Regions from separate parts of the Mus musculus genome. Here regions 1 and 2 are each linked to region 3. A link is a contact called in public HiCAR-type and HiChIP or PLAC-seq data. All regions are on one chromosome and are shown on one strand. Each heading gives the region's core, a stretch centred on a gene start, on an enhancer-like site or on the middle of the called end of the contact. The rest is flanking DNA. Distances are from core to core; before and after follow the strand shown.

Region 1 (3,587 bases), core at 768-3,267, 280 kb before region 3:
GTGGGTGCTCAGCGCTCTCCTGGAAGTCACTGGATGAATTTTAATTTAGTAGCAATCGTGGAAAGGGACAAGGGGCGTCCGGACTCGGGACGCCTTCTAGAGGCCCTTTTAGTGCGCACAGTGTTAGCATCAACTACAAGTCAGAAGCGGTGGCAGAGATCGTCCCCTGATCCTAGCAGTCTTTCTGCTGGGGAGCGCCCCTCACCTGCAGCAGGAAGGCGTGGGCGCTCCATCTCACCACAAGTCCATGGAAGCGTGGGGACCCGAGACAGTGGTAAACTGGGAGAGGACAGGCTTTACCCATTAAACACAGAGAAAGTCTGGCAAATGCCTGATGTAGCAACTGTGCGAGCTTGTTCCTGTCCTGGGGGGTGGGGGGTGGGGGAGGGTCACTAGTGTCTCCGGGAGTCAATCAGCTTCCGAGATGGCTTGACCATCCCAACTCCCACCCACTCGCACGCTTTTGGGCGCGCACATGTCTCTCATGGAGCGCGCCACCAATTCCTGCTGGAGGAAGAAGCTGGCTAGGACCCTTGTGCAAAAGGCTGGAGAAACTCCAGGTTCCAGCAGATGGATGGAGGTTCGGGCACCTTTTCTGAGACTCCACGGTGAAGCAAGGCGAAGGGCCCCACGCTTTACCTGTACTACGAGGCAGGCACCGGGAGACTTAATCCCCTTCTCGAGTTCAGCCGCGCTGCCTCCCGCAAGGTCACACTCAAACACCCACGCGTAGAAAAACGAGGGCTGAAAGTTGCTTGCGCAAAGGTCCGAATCCCGAGCTAATAGTACTCCAACCAAGTCGCTTTGTCCGGTGTCACCATTGCCCACCCCGTGCACATATCAAAGCAGCAGACCATGCCCTGCGCAGGTCACACTACAGAGATGCAGACTTTGCTAACTTTTGTCCCATTATTTCTTGGCAGCTGCGGCGCCTAACGGGTTTGGAGCAGATTCCAAGTTTAGACTTTCCACCGCCACGCTCACTTTGACCACCCTCATCTACCCACTTTCTGACACACCGCTTTTTGCTGTGCTGTCCTAAGCTCCAACTTCTCCCCGAGATCCGAAACGGGGCGGTATTAGAGGTGTCCCGGGGACCAACAGCCTCCTCCCGGGTCCGCGCCTGCCCACAGCTGATCGGGAGACTCCATCCGGACACTGTCCAGACCTCTGGTCTGGAAAACCAACGCTTTCCAAGCGTCCCCAGTGTCCCAGCCCGAGACCTCCGCTTCTCTAGAGAGTGGGGACAATCTGCGCCTGATGGAGTCTCCTACCCGCGGCCCGGGCGGGGATCCACTGCGGTGCTGGGCGCAATGTCACCACGGCCGCTCCGGGAGCCACTGCTACAACTGCCATAGGCTCTTCACTGAGCTCCGGCAGGCTCCTCCAGTAAGTGCCAAAGAGCCTGGAGCCCCAGAGCTGGAGTCTCCTCCCTGACCCGCAGGTAGAAGACCACCGTGGCGGAGACAGAGATCTCTCTCCTTGTGTCTCCCTCTTGGCGCCTAGGGTCTTTGGTCCCATTTCTACTGTTACACCTTTCTAGTCCCTTTCCCACCCCTTCTGTGCCCGGGTCGGGACGATCACCTCAGTACTCAGAGAACACAAGCAACATTTCTCCAGCCCCAACTCGCGAGGGGGCGCCGTCCCTGGGGCACCGGGACAGGGACCAGCTGGGTGCGTACTTACCAAAGCCAGAGACACTCCGGACTTTGGGGGCACTGAAGAGGTTCAGAGAGGTATCTAAGGAGATGTGTTCAGGATACTTACCCAGCCAGCTCAAACCTCACGCTCCTTCTCTGCCTCCTCCTCTCTCCTCCCTCCGGTTTAGGGCTCTTTGTCTTTGCAAAGTGTCGAAAGTGTCTGGCATAGTGGGCTCCGCCGGCAGAGGTTAGCGCCGGAGAAAAGGGAGGCGGGGTGAGGATGGGAGCCGCCTCTGGAACACCTTCCCCCGGGTGTAACGGGAGTGAGAGGCGGGGCGTCCGGGGAGGAGTCGCTTTCGCCCGCCCGGTCCCAGCCGTGACTCCGGCGCGCCCAGCACGGCTCTTCGGCTCTAGGTTCCTCCCCTTCCTCCGCCCAGCGCCCGCCCCTTGGCGCTCGGGCGCCCCCCTCCGCCCCTCCTGCCGGCCTCAGCTCGGCTTTCCTCTAGCTTGGGGCTTCCTGCAAGCTCAATATAGCTCAGCCAAGCCACGTGGACAGCAGCGGGCTGGGTGGAGGCCGGACCCGTCTGAGAGACGCCGGAGGAGGCAGCGCGGGAACAATATCACTGCCTCAAGAGAGGGATCTGCGGGAACAGCTGGCGAGGCTAGGGAAGAACTCCCGAGAGGCTCGAAGCCCGTGGGGTCAACCCGAGGGACGAGGCGTTGGGCGTGCACCGAGAGGATGTGGCTGGCGGTGCCCAGAAGAGCCCCATTCAGGGTCGCAGTGGAGAGAGAGGGCGATCAGGCAAAGCCACCGCTTTTTCTGAGGGCGTGGGACTCGAGGTGGGATTTAGGTAGGCTTGGGGAGGGGCACCGCGGGGTTAGGGATTGCGGTGTCTGTGCAGCCAGGACTGGGAGCCGCAGAGCAGGTCACTATAAGCATCCACATCCCCGCCCTTCCCGTCTACTCCGCCGAGGGCCTTTCCTTTGCGGATGGATAGACAGCTTCGCAGACCAGCGCTAAGCAAAGGCTGATAGTGGGAATCAGAGTTAGAAAGGTCCCCAAGGCAGCCTGGGGATGGGGATTTGGTTTAGGTTAGGGTAGAAGTTTTTCTGTTTTAATAGGGAAGTGAGGGTACGGAATTTAACGTGTGTGGGTCGTAGATCATAAATGGTGGATTTAAAAGGCATTTCTAAGATCTGGTTTGTCAGTGGGTATCCTCTCACTGGAACTATCTCATCTACAACTTTTCCGTGGAATGTTAAGAGGAAAGACGGTGTGCGCAGGAGTCTCTCCGTTTTCAGTTCTGGAGACTTCTGGGGACAAGCCTTTGCAGTGGGGGAGGCCAGAGCTGCCTGGCTGTTTACTCACTAGAATGAGGCTGTAATGTTGGGGCGAATTTGCGGCACTTCTCCATTACGGTGTGATCTTGGGCTCTTTGGGCCATATCCACTGTTTCCTAGGTTTGTGTTTCCACGTACTCCCTTGCAAAGGGCCCTGGTCCCAGCGTTCGTTTGCTTGGGTTGTTGTACTGAGCAAGTGGATACAGGGCTCTTGAAACTGCCCTTGGCATCTAAGAGCTCACTCAATCCAAGCCAGCTTGTGGAAGGAGGAAGGAGTGGGTTTCAACTCTGCTTCTGGACTGCCTAGATAGGGTTGGTACACTGTGTAAGTTCCGAGGAAGTAGAAGAGAAATTGTTAAAAGGGAAGAAGTGGAGGACAAAGAAACAACAAACTACCAGAAAAGGAAGGAAAAGAACAGAAACCTCTAAGTTATAATTTGTGTGTGCGGGGTAAGGGAGAAGTATTGCCAAGACTCTTCCAGTTAAACCTCACTGGGGTCTGATCTGCCACTGGGCTGTCCCTCACCAGGATATGAGAGGAGGGGGTCTCCAAGGTGTTCTATGACCTGTGCTGAGTAGTTTTCTCTGCTGTTCTAGGTTGGTTTG
Region 2 (3,559 bases), core at 682-3,181, 310 kb before region 3:
TGCTGGAATCTTGGAAGCCCCTGAATTCAAAAGGGATGTGGGCATTCCACCTCTCATGGCCCATAGGCATTCTCAATTTCTTGGAGCCCTGAAGTACCACCACCAGGTACAAATGACCCGCAGGCTCGGCAGACATTTGGAGCAAGCACCCACGAGCCACGCTTGTTGCAATAATCCTGTAGATTATCAACAACCCAAGATGACCCGAAGTGGGTCACAGTCCAGTGTAGCTCATTAACTGCTAGCAAACATCCTGTCCCACCCACATGCTAGCCCCTGAGGAATGCAAGATTGGAGAACAGGTTCTCGTTCTATCAGAAACAAACTCCCTTGACTCCATGCCCTGCCTCTTCTTTGTTTGACATCTCCTTGCTCCTGTTCCTCCATGACCTGGATACTGAGCCCCGAAGAAAAAAGATCCACTTGCCTGTTACACGATCTCACAGTGCTGTGGGATCTTCTTGGGTTTTTCTTCCCTGTCCCTCTCCCAGCCTCTTGTGATCATCTTCCAGCTTCTGTTCCCAATCTTCCTGGCTTCCTTCCCCAGCAAGGTCACAATTGCAAACAGGTGGGAGAAATTCTGAAAGCAGTTCCACTGGTCCTGGGAATGCATCCCCGGGACATAGTACAAACGAAGGAAAATGCTCACAACATCACAGGGCTGGTAACAGTAACCAGCGTGATCATATGTATTGATGTGCATGACACACAAGTACGCAGCAATAGAGGGATGGAAACTTCCAAGTTCTACTGTTGTTTGCTAGAATATTACACAACCACCATGCAGTGCAATGATTTTTCAAGGTGATTCCAGGAACACTTTTAGAGTGACTCTCCTTGACTCAAGCATAGGATTGAAGGGGGATGGGGAGAGACAGAGTCTGACCCGTAGAGGCCCTATTGAGTACACTGCCCATCTGCAGAGACTGCTAAGTGCAGGAGGGTGATTCTGTTCTAAAGGACAAAAAGCAAAAGCAAGTTTGCGTCACCAGCCTTAACTTAAAGGTCCTTTTCCTGCTTTTTTTCCCGATCGCCATTACTCTCAGCACAGAGGGTAATTTCAGTGCTTAGAAAAAGTGTTTACACAAAAACCATTGAGCAACATAGTGACGTGTCTTCCCCGAACAGCCTCTTGGACGAGCTGTGGGATGTAACACAAAGGCTTGCCAAATGGATCTCAGGCAGGCTGGCTCTGTTACCCTCCCCTTCCCCTTCCTCCTCCTCACCCAGCCATTGATTTCAGAAAGGGCTGAAAACTATTTGGGTGTGCTTGCTTAGTAAAGTGGAAGCATGTAGGAATGTAAGTAGTAGCTATTTGGGCCAGTATCGAGAAAGAGGAAAAGTTCCCAAAGTCAAAACACCTCAAGGCCACAGATAGAGGATCTTTGGTTTCCATTGGCTTAAAACTAGATCTGAGGTGGTGTCCAGGGTGGCAGGGACCTGAGGAGGCTGAAGAGGAAAGACAGATTCCCAGGAGTCCTGCCTGACCCCCACCCACTCAGCTAGCTGCACTCTGAGTTTTGTGTTTATTGATGGAGCCGGTGGGCCAGCCTGTGATTCTGAGAGCAGTGGGGAACAGCCTGGCATTGGAGTACATTTTCTAGTGCATTGGGAATGCCTAGACTTGCCTGGTCCATCACCTTCCTTGGTGCTGGAAAGGAAAAACTGCACTCAGTGCAGGCAGGGGCTCACAAAGGAAAGAGGAAATACCAGCCCTGCTTCTTTAAATAGCACAGGGCTATTTAGGACTGGCCAGGGTGACAATAACACGCAGTGGGGAGGTTGGGTAGGAGATGTCAAAGGAGACAGCCTGGTTGAAGACTGGGGTAAAAATGGATATGGAAAGGGGTGATTCCCAGAAGACAGGACATGTGCATGCATGAGTTTTGAAGAAGAGATGACAATTGACTCATGATGAGGCAAAGAATGAGCTGTTCCAGCAAGGAAGAACATACGCAAACCACAGGGGCATGAAGTCCCTGAGGCACAGCAGGCTTTCCTTTGGAGTGGCCATAAGAGCTATGACATCATATCTCTATCCTTCCCTACAGCCACCCTTTTGTTGTGAACTCAAGTACACACACACACACACACACACACACACACACACAGACACACACACACACACACACACACACACACACACACACACGCCACACCTATGTTGAAGATTTAGCAGATTGACTAGTGCTCAGTAATTGTGGGTAGCTGAACTGTTGTAGACAGAGAGAAAACATTACAGCCCCAGGCTGGGGGTGTAGCTCAGTTGGTAGGGTGCTTTCTTAGCCTATGCTGGCTTCAATCCCTAGCACTGTAGAAGTGGTGCATGGTGTTGTCCACCTGTAACCTCAGCACTGGGGAAGTAGAGGCAGGAAGAACAGAAGTTCAAGGTTATCCTTAGCTACATAGCAAGTTCAAGGCCAGCTTGCCTATATAAGACCCTGACTCATAAACAATCATTACAGATTATTTTTAAGTCTTCTTAATAACTAATAATCAACTATCCCTGTCTCTGACCTAACATTATTCTAACTTCAAGTGAGACCCTGAGTGTGTATTAACACACGACCAGCTTTCACCAAGTTAAAAGCTAAGCACGTCATCAGAGTGCCTCTGAAATCTACAGCAGGGATAGCCTGCCCCCTTTGCTGGAACCTGCCCACCTGATGTCCCCACTGAAGTTTTGAGTATATGCATTTTTCTATGACATTCTTTTGTTCTGTGACTATAGAGTCCATGTTAGCAGTAAACAGGAAAAATACTTCATTTGGGGCAACCCAAGTCTGTGTTCCTGATCCACGGTCACTTGTATTTGGCTCAGAATAAACTTTCCTTCCCTCTGGAGCAAGAGTTGAGCTTGGATCAATACGTACTGGTGACTCTTCTGTTTCATACAGTCCGTCAGAGTGAGATCCATCTAGAAGGACTCTGAGTAAGTTTCTGTATATCAACTAATTTACGGTATCATTAGCTATTCTGTCCATTTCACAGGTAAGGAAACTGAGGTCAGGATATCTCAGTGAGTAGCAGAACCGTGATTTGCTGTGCCACAGTAACAATCACTGTTCTGAAGATGGACTGCTTTGTGCCTCACAGGAGGGGTGAGACTGGGAGAGCTGAGACTGAGAAGTCTGAGGAGACTTTGAGGATTTTCCTTCCTCTCACAGAACTCAGACTCTATACCAGGGCAATCATAGGCATGAACATTAGAAGGAGGAAGGATACAGATAGAAACTACTCCTGAAACCAAGATTATCTGCAGAACTCGTAAATGCCTGAATACCTCCAACCAGCTGGGTGTGGCCAGACCAAAAGCTGGCCATCCGTGAACAGTGAAGAACTCTGTGTAGGGTTGGCTTCTAAAAGCACCTGCAAAATTTCCATGCCCGTGGTTATGCTCCCTCACCCTGTGACACTGGGACTGGCTGCCGTGGTTGACAGAAAATATCCATTGTCCATTGAAGTGACGTGTTGGATCCAAGGGAGGCTGATGCGCATTACATCCGGTACAACAGTGAAGAAGCAGGTAATAGCAGAGAGCCCACGACAAGCTGGATAG
Region 3 (3,943 bases), core at 1,317-3,816:
GTCGCCCTATCAAAGTTTCCTTGGGCTAGAGTCTAGATTTTGTGTTTAGCTCTTCTGGCTCACTGTTCCAAATCTAATCTCCGTATTTAATTAACTTGTGTTTTTCAACTGACATTCAGAAAACATGTTAGGCTCTAAGGTAGGAAGCTGAAAAGGTCTGGTCTTTGGCTCATAAGGAACTTATGAACCTCTGAGAGTGTCAATAATATTAACAATTTCACATAGATTTGTCTGGGAGTGTGAGACCATAAAAAAAGAGTCTCAACCATTTTTGTACCTGTCTGTTTATATATCTCATAGAGGGACAGTCATTTGATTTTCAGCACGGCACAAGAATCACATAAATCAGTACTTGGTGGCCTGAGTTTGAATCTTAAGTCAGGTTTTTGGATGCTGTGTTTACAAATGTGTCCCTCTGTTTTTGATATGTGATATAGGGGTGACAGTGGCTCTCACCTTTGCAATCGTATTTTCAAGACTTAGTGAAACTGTGTGTACAGAACTCTTAGCTATGGGCTCAGAGGACAGTCATATTAAAGGCCTGGTTCTCAATGGAGAAATGAATGTCAATGACAGGCTAGGCACCCAGTCTTTGGTTTGCTCTGACAAGCGTGAGCTCCAGATACAATTGGACTTGAATTCCAGTTATGAGACATGTTACCACCACCACCCCATGATGGACAAAGAGCCATGTTTTTTTTTTTTGTGTGTGTGTGTGTGTGTTTATGAATATTTGTGTCCTGTCACAATGTGAAATGGGTTTTATTGTTCAGCTGTGTTTCACTGTTGTCCCAGCCTGGCTCCTCCACACCTTAAAAGAGCATATGTGTTATGAGAAATGCATTCAGTGACAGATTAAAGACAAAGGAGTTTCACTGCCTACTGATCTACTTGTGTTGTGTGAAACACGCATTGACAGCCATTAAAGGACCCAACCCCCTTTACATCCTTGTTTGTTCAGTATTGGGACTTGTGTAGGAAGAGGCAAAGTATATGCATCAGCTAGCTTACTGTGATCAAAGCAAGTATAAGAGAAGATCAAGTCATAAAGATAAAGGTTCATTAGGGCTCATGGTCTTAGGAATGTCAGTCTGGGTTCAGTGGACTATTACTATGAGCCTGTGAGGATGTCTCACGTCATGGGTGAAGTGTGGGTAGAACAAATCAACAGAATGCAAAGGATGGAGCAAGATTGAGACCCCACAAGTCCTTTGAAGGATATGAACTCCTCCCATAGTGCTCCAGTCCTGAAACATTCACCTAATTCCTAACAGGCACAAGCTGGAGAGCAAGGGTTTAACATGTGTGCCCTTGGTGACCTTCAGACTCAGGTTGCAGCAATGTAAAAGAAGGGTTGAACAAAGCGAGCTTCAGAGCATGATATTAAGACACTTGAGTTCTACTATAAGTAGAGAGAGAGAGAGAGAGAGAGAGAGAGAGAGAGAGAGAGAGAGAGAGAGAGAGAGTCTACATACCCTTTGGTATGAACTGAGTCTAAGTGGTGTCCCAGTATGGTCAGGTTGCTGTGTAAAGTCAGCTGAGGAAGCTCAGGACAACTACCAAATGTCATCAGGCTTCTCTGGCATCTCTCAGAACCTGCACAGACATCTCATTTGCAATGCACCAAAATCAGCCTTTCAGTCTTCTGGCTTTGAGACCACTTTCTTCCAGACCATCTCCATGCCTAACCCTGGAGCATCAGTTTTAAGGTACCCCGGCCTTCTCCCCTTCTTGGCTCCTCATTCACTCTTCTTTCCTTGCCTCTCTGACTGGTACATCTTCTCTTTGCTCTCATTTCTTACATTGGGACTTTCCTTATCTCATCTGACTAAACAGCAAAACCCCTGAGTAACAGATCTGGAAAGTTCTGTCTTTTAATTGAGGAAAACATTGAAACAGAGAGTAAAAGCAAGAAGTATGGGGATTAATAAATCCCTCCATAGTTGTAAAACTCATGTAAGGCCTAGTTTGAAAATGAGTTCTAACAGCTAAGAGCTTTTGCCTTCCCATATACTGTCCATCTAAACTGAGGAATCTTCCTATCAAGTAAGGCTGATTAACCAAATTGTCCCCATGTCCACTTCCAGCTTTGTGCCAGTATCCACTGAGCCCATCATTACAGAAAACTGAAGGCTTGAGATGCAGGTAGCTCTTCTCTGATGCTGGAGATGAGCAGTAAAGTGCATGTCCTCTGTGGACAAAGAAACAACCCCAGACATAAAAGGAATGTTGGGGGGGGGCAAGGTTGAAAAACCTAAGATATGGTTCTAGACTCATCATCAAAAGCCCAGACTCTTGTCTACTTACTCCCTTTCTGTCTAGATAGTTGGTTAATTTTCAAGTCACTCTGATCAGAGACCCATTGACACGTCAAGAAAGCTACTCTAAGGTTCCAGTGACCTAACTCTTTTCTTTACATTTCACATTTCCAACATTGAACATGTAGGAGTAAAAACCAAAAGAACACTGGGGAAATATTTCTAAGAACAGAGCAGTCCTTAGCCACAGATTCTCCAGGGCCTTTCAAGTTAGAGGCCCCACCAAGGAAGGGTGAGGCTGGTTGTGCCGACCTCACTGTGGCTGCTACAGGCAACTGACATCACTGCTGTTGATTTTGGAACTTGTCCCAGGCTCTGAGAAGAAGAGATAGTGGTCTCCACCAAAAAATTTCTGAGTGCTAGAAATAGCCACAGGCAACAGTAGCCTTTGGAGCAGAAGTCTGGAGAAGACCCATTCATCTACAAATATAGTCAGATGTAACAGGAGTTTTAGGGCAGTAGATCCAGCCATGACAGTCTCAACAAGTTGTATTTGAACACCCATACCAATATACTAATCAAAGGAAGAAGAATGATAAAAAGCACAAAAAAAGGAGACACAATTACTGTGCTGGAAAGAGAGGCAAAAAAAAAAAAAAAAAAAAAAACCCCACAGGCTCATCATGGGTAGTGAGATGAGCTTTATATTTAAATAAGGAATGAATTCGAAGAGAGAGCAAGGGATGTATGTAATTACGCAGTCTGAGCCAAGATGCAGTGCATCCTAATGTCCCAGCTATGGTCCCTCTAGGTGAACTGATAAATTGGTAATTTGTAAAGTATACCATTGCCCAAGGGGACTAACCTGGTTCCTACAAGCTGATCTGCTCCAAGGCACAGTCTTCTCATCACAGATAATTGTTCTCATTTTGCGGATGGTCTATCCTGAAGGATTTGCTGTTCCTGGAGTCCAAGGTGACTGGGGTTTGAGAAAATGACTTGTTTTTGTTCCTTCAGCCTTGGATGAGGGTGAGGTAGACAGGGAAGACAGACCCTCCTCAGTGATCCTCAGTAATAAGAATGCCTATGTGATTTCAAACAGGAATTACAAGTCAGAAGCTCCAGGCAGTCACAGTGCTTAGTTAACTTATGAGCCCAAGTGAAGGATCAATTCACGTTAGCAAAAGCAGCTTCTAAACGTCTGTTATAGGATTAAGGGTGAGAAGGCATCTGGACAGAGGGTGCCCGAGGGATCAAGTTCATATAACTTAGAAAAAACTTGCCTTAAGATGTAGGAAGCTGAAGTCAGGCTTGGTTGCACACACTTTTAATCCCAGCACTTGGAATGCATAGGCAGGTGGATCTCGGTGAGATTTAGTCCAGTTTGATCTACATAACAAGTTCCAAAATAATAATAATAATAATAATAATAATAATAATAATAATAATAATAATAATAATAATAAGTCATACAGTGGTACCTGCCTCAAAAAATTATAGTCTTGGGTTATACAGAGGCATCTCTTCTATTATTATTGCAGATAGATCAATGGAGAATGATTTCTCTCATGGAAACAGGCACAATAAAGGCAAAAACTCAGAGACTGACACCATCACCAAAGCTGTTGAGTCTGGGAATGTCCATGGTTGGATTTTCCTTGAGTTCCCACTGGACCTTTCATCTT

What was found. HiCAR-type assays count read pairs that join an accessible place to other places. HiChIP or PLAC-seq counts read pairs in DNA pulled down with a chosen protein or histone mark.
Region 1: a BATF HiChIP or PLAC-seq map of CD8 T cells shows a contact between it and region 3, with 7 read pairs. The contact joins the promoter of St3gal1 here to the enhancer-like site in region 3. A contact is called at or near these places in 1 of 15 datasets of contacts at CTCF or cohesin (the NIH/3T3 cell line), 5 of 484 Hi-C or Micro-C datasets (CD8 T cells, bone marrow-derived macrophages, embryonic stem cells and 1 more), 22 of 115 datasets of contacts at active chromatin or transcription factors (the 230-238 cell line, CD8 T cells, DN3 thymocytes and 16 more) and 2 of 9 other capture datasets (liver and macrophages).
Region 2: a contact with region 3 is called in a HiCAR-type map of Th17 cells, with 3 times the contacts expected there. The contact joins two enhancer-like sites. A contact is called at or near these places in 1 of 15 datasets of contacts at CTCF or cohesin (the NIH/3T3 cell line), 1 of 115 datasets of contacts at active chromatin or transcription factors (Th17 cells) and 1 of 9 other capture datasets (adipose tissue).

What each region holds. Positions count from the first base shown.
Region 1 is chr15:67,174,865-67,178,451 of GRCm38.p6, forward strand. St3gal1 (ST3 beta-galactoside alpha-2,3-sialyltransferase 1) reads right to left here and starts at 2,018. Exons shown (of 9, transcript NM_009177.4): 1 at 1,768-2,018.
Region 2 is chr15:67,145,765-67,149,323 of GRCm38.p6, forward strand. The region is part of intron 2 of St3gal1 (ST3 beta-galactoside alpha-2,3-sialyltransferase 1); the gene reads right to left. Among named protein-coding and RNA genes, the nearest start is that of Gm31400, 23 kb to the right of the region's middle. Within about 2 kb of position 1,932, at least 134 of the 459 cell types and tissues checked have an H3K27ac peak or open chromatin away from gene starts, as enhancers often do. A contact at or near this core is called in Th17 cells, where this site is marked.
Region 3 is chr15:67,457,970-67,461,912 of GRCm38.p6, forward strand. No RefSeq gene overlaps it. Among named protein-coding and RNA genes, the nearest start is that of 1700012I11Rik, 230 kb to the left of the region's middle. Within about 2 kb of position 2,567, at least 15 of the 459 cell types and tissues checked have an H3K27ac peak or open chromatin away from gene starts, as enhancers often do. A contact at or near this core is called in CD8 T cells and Th17 cells, where this site is marked.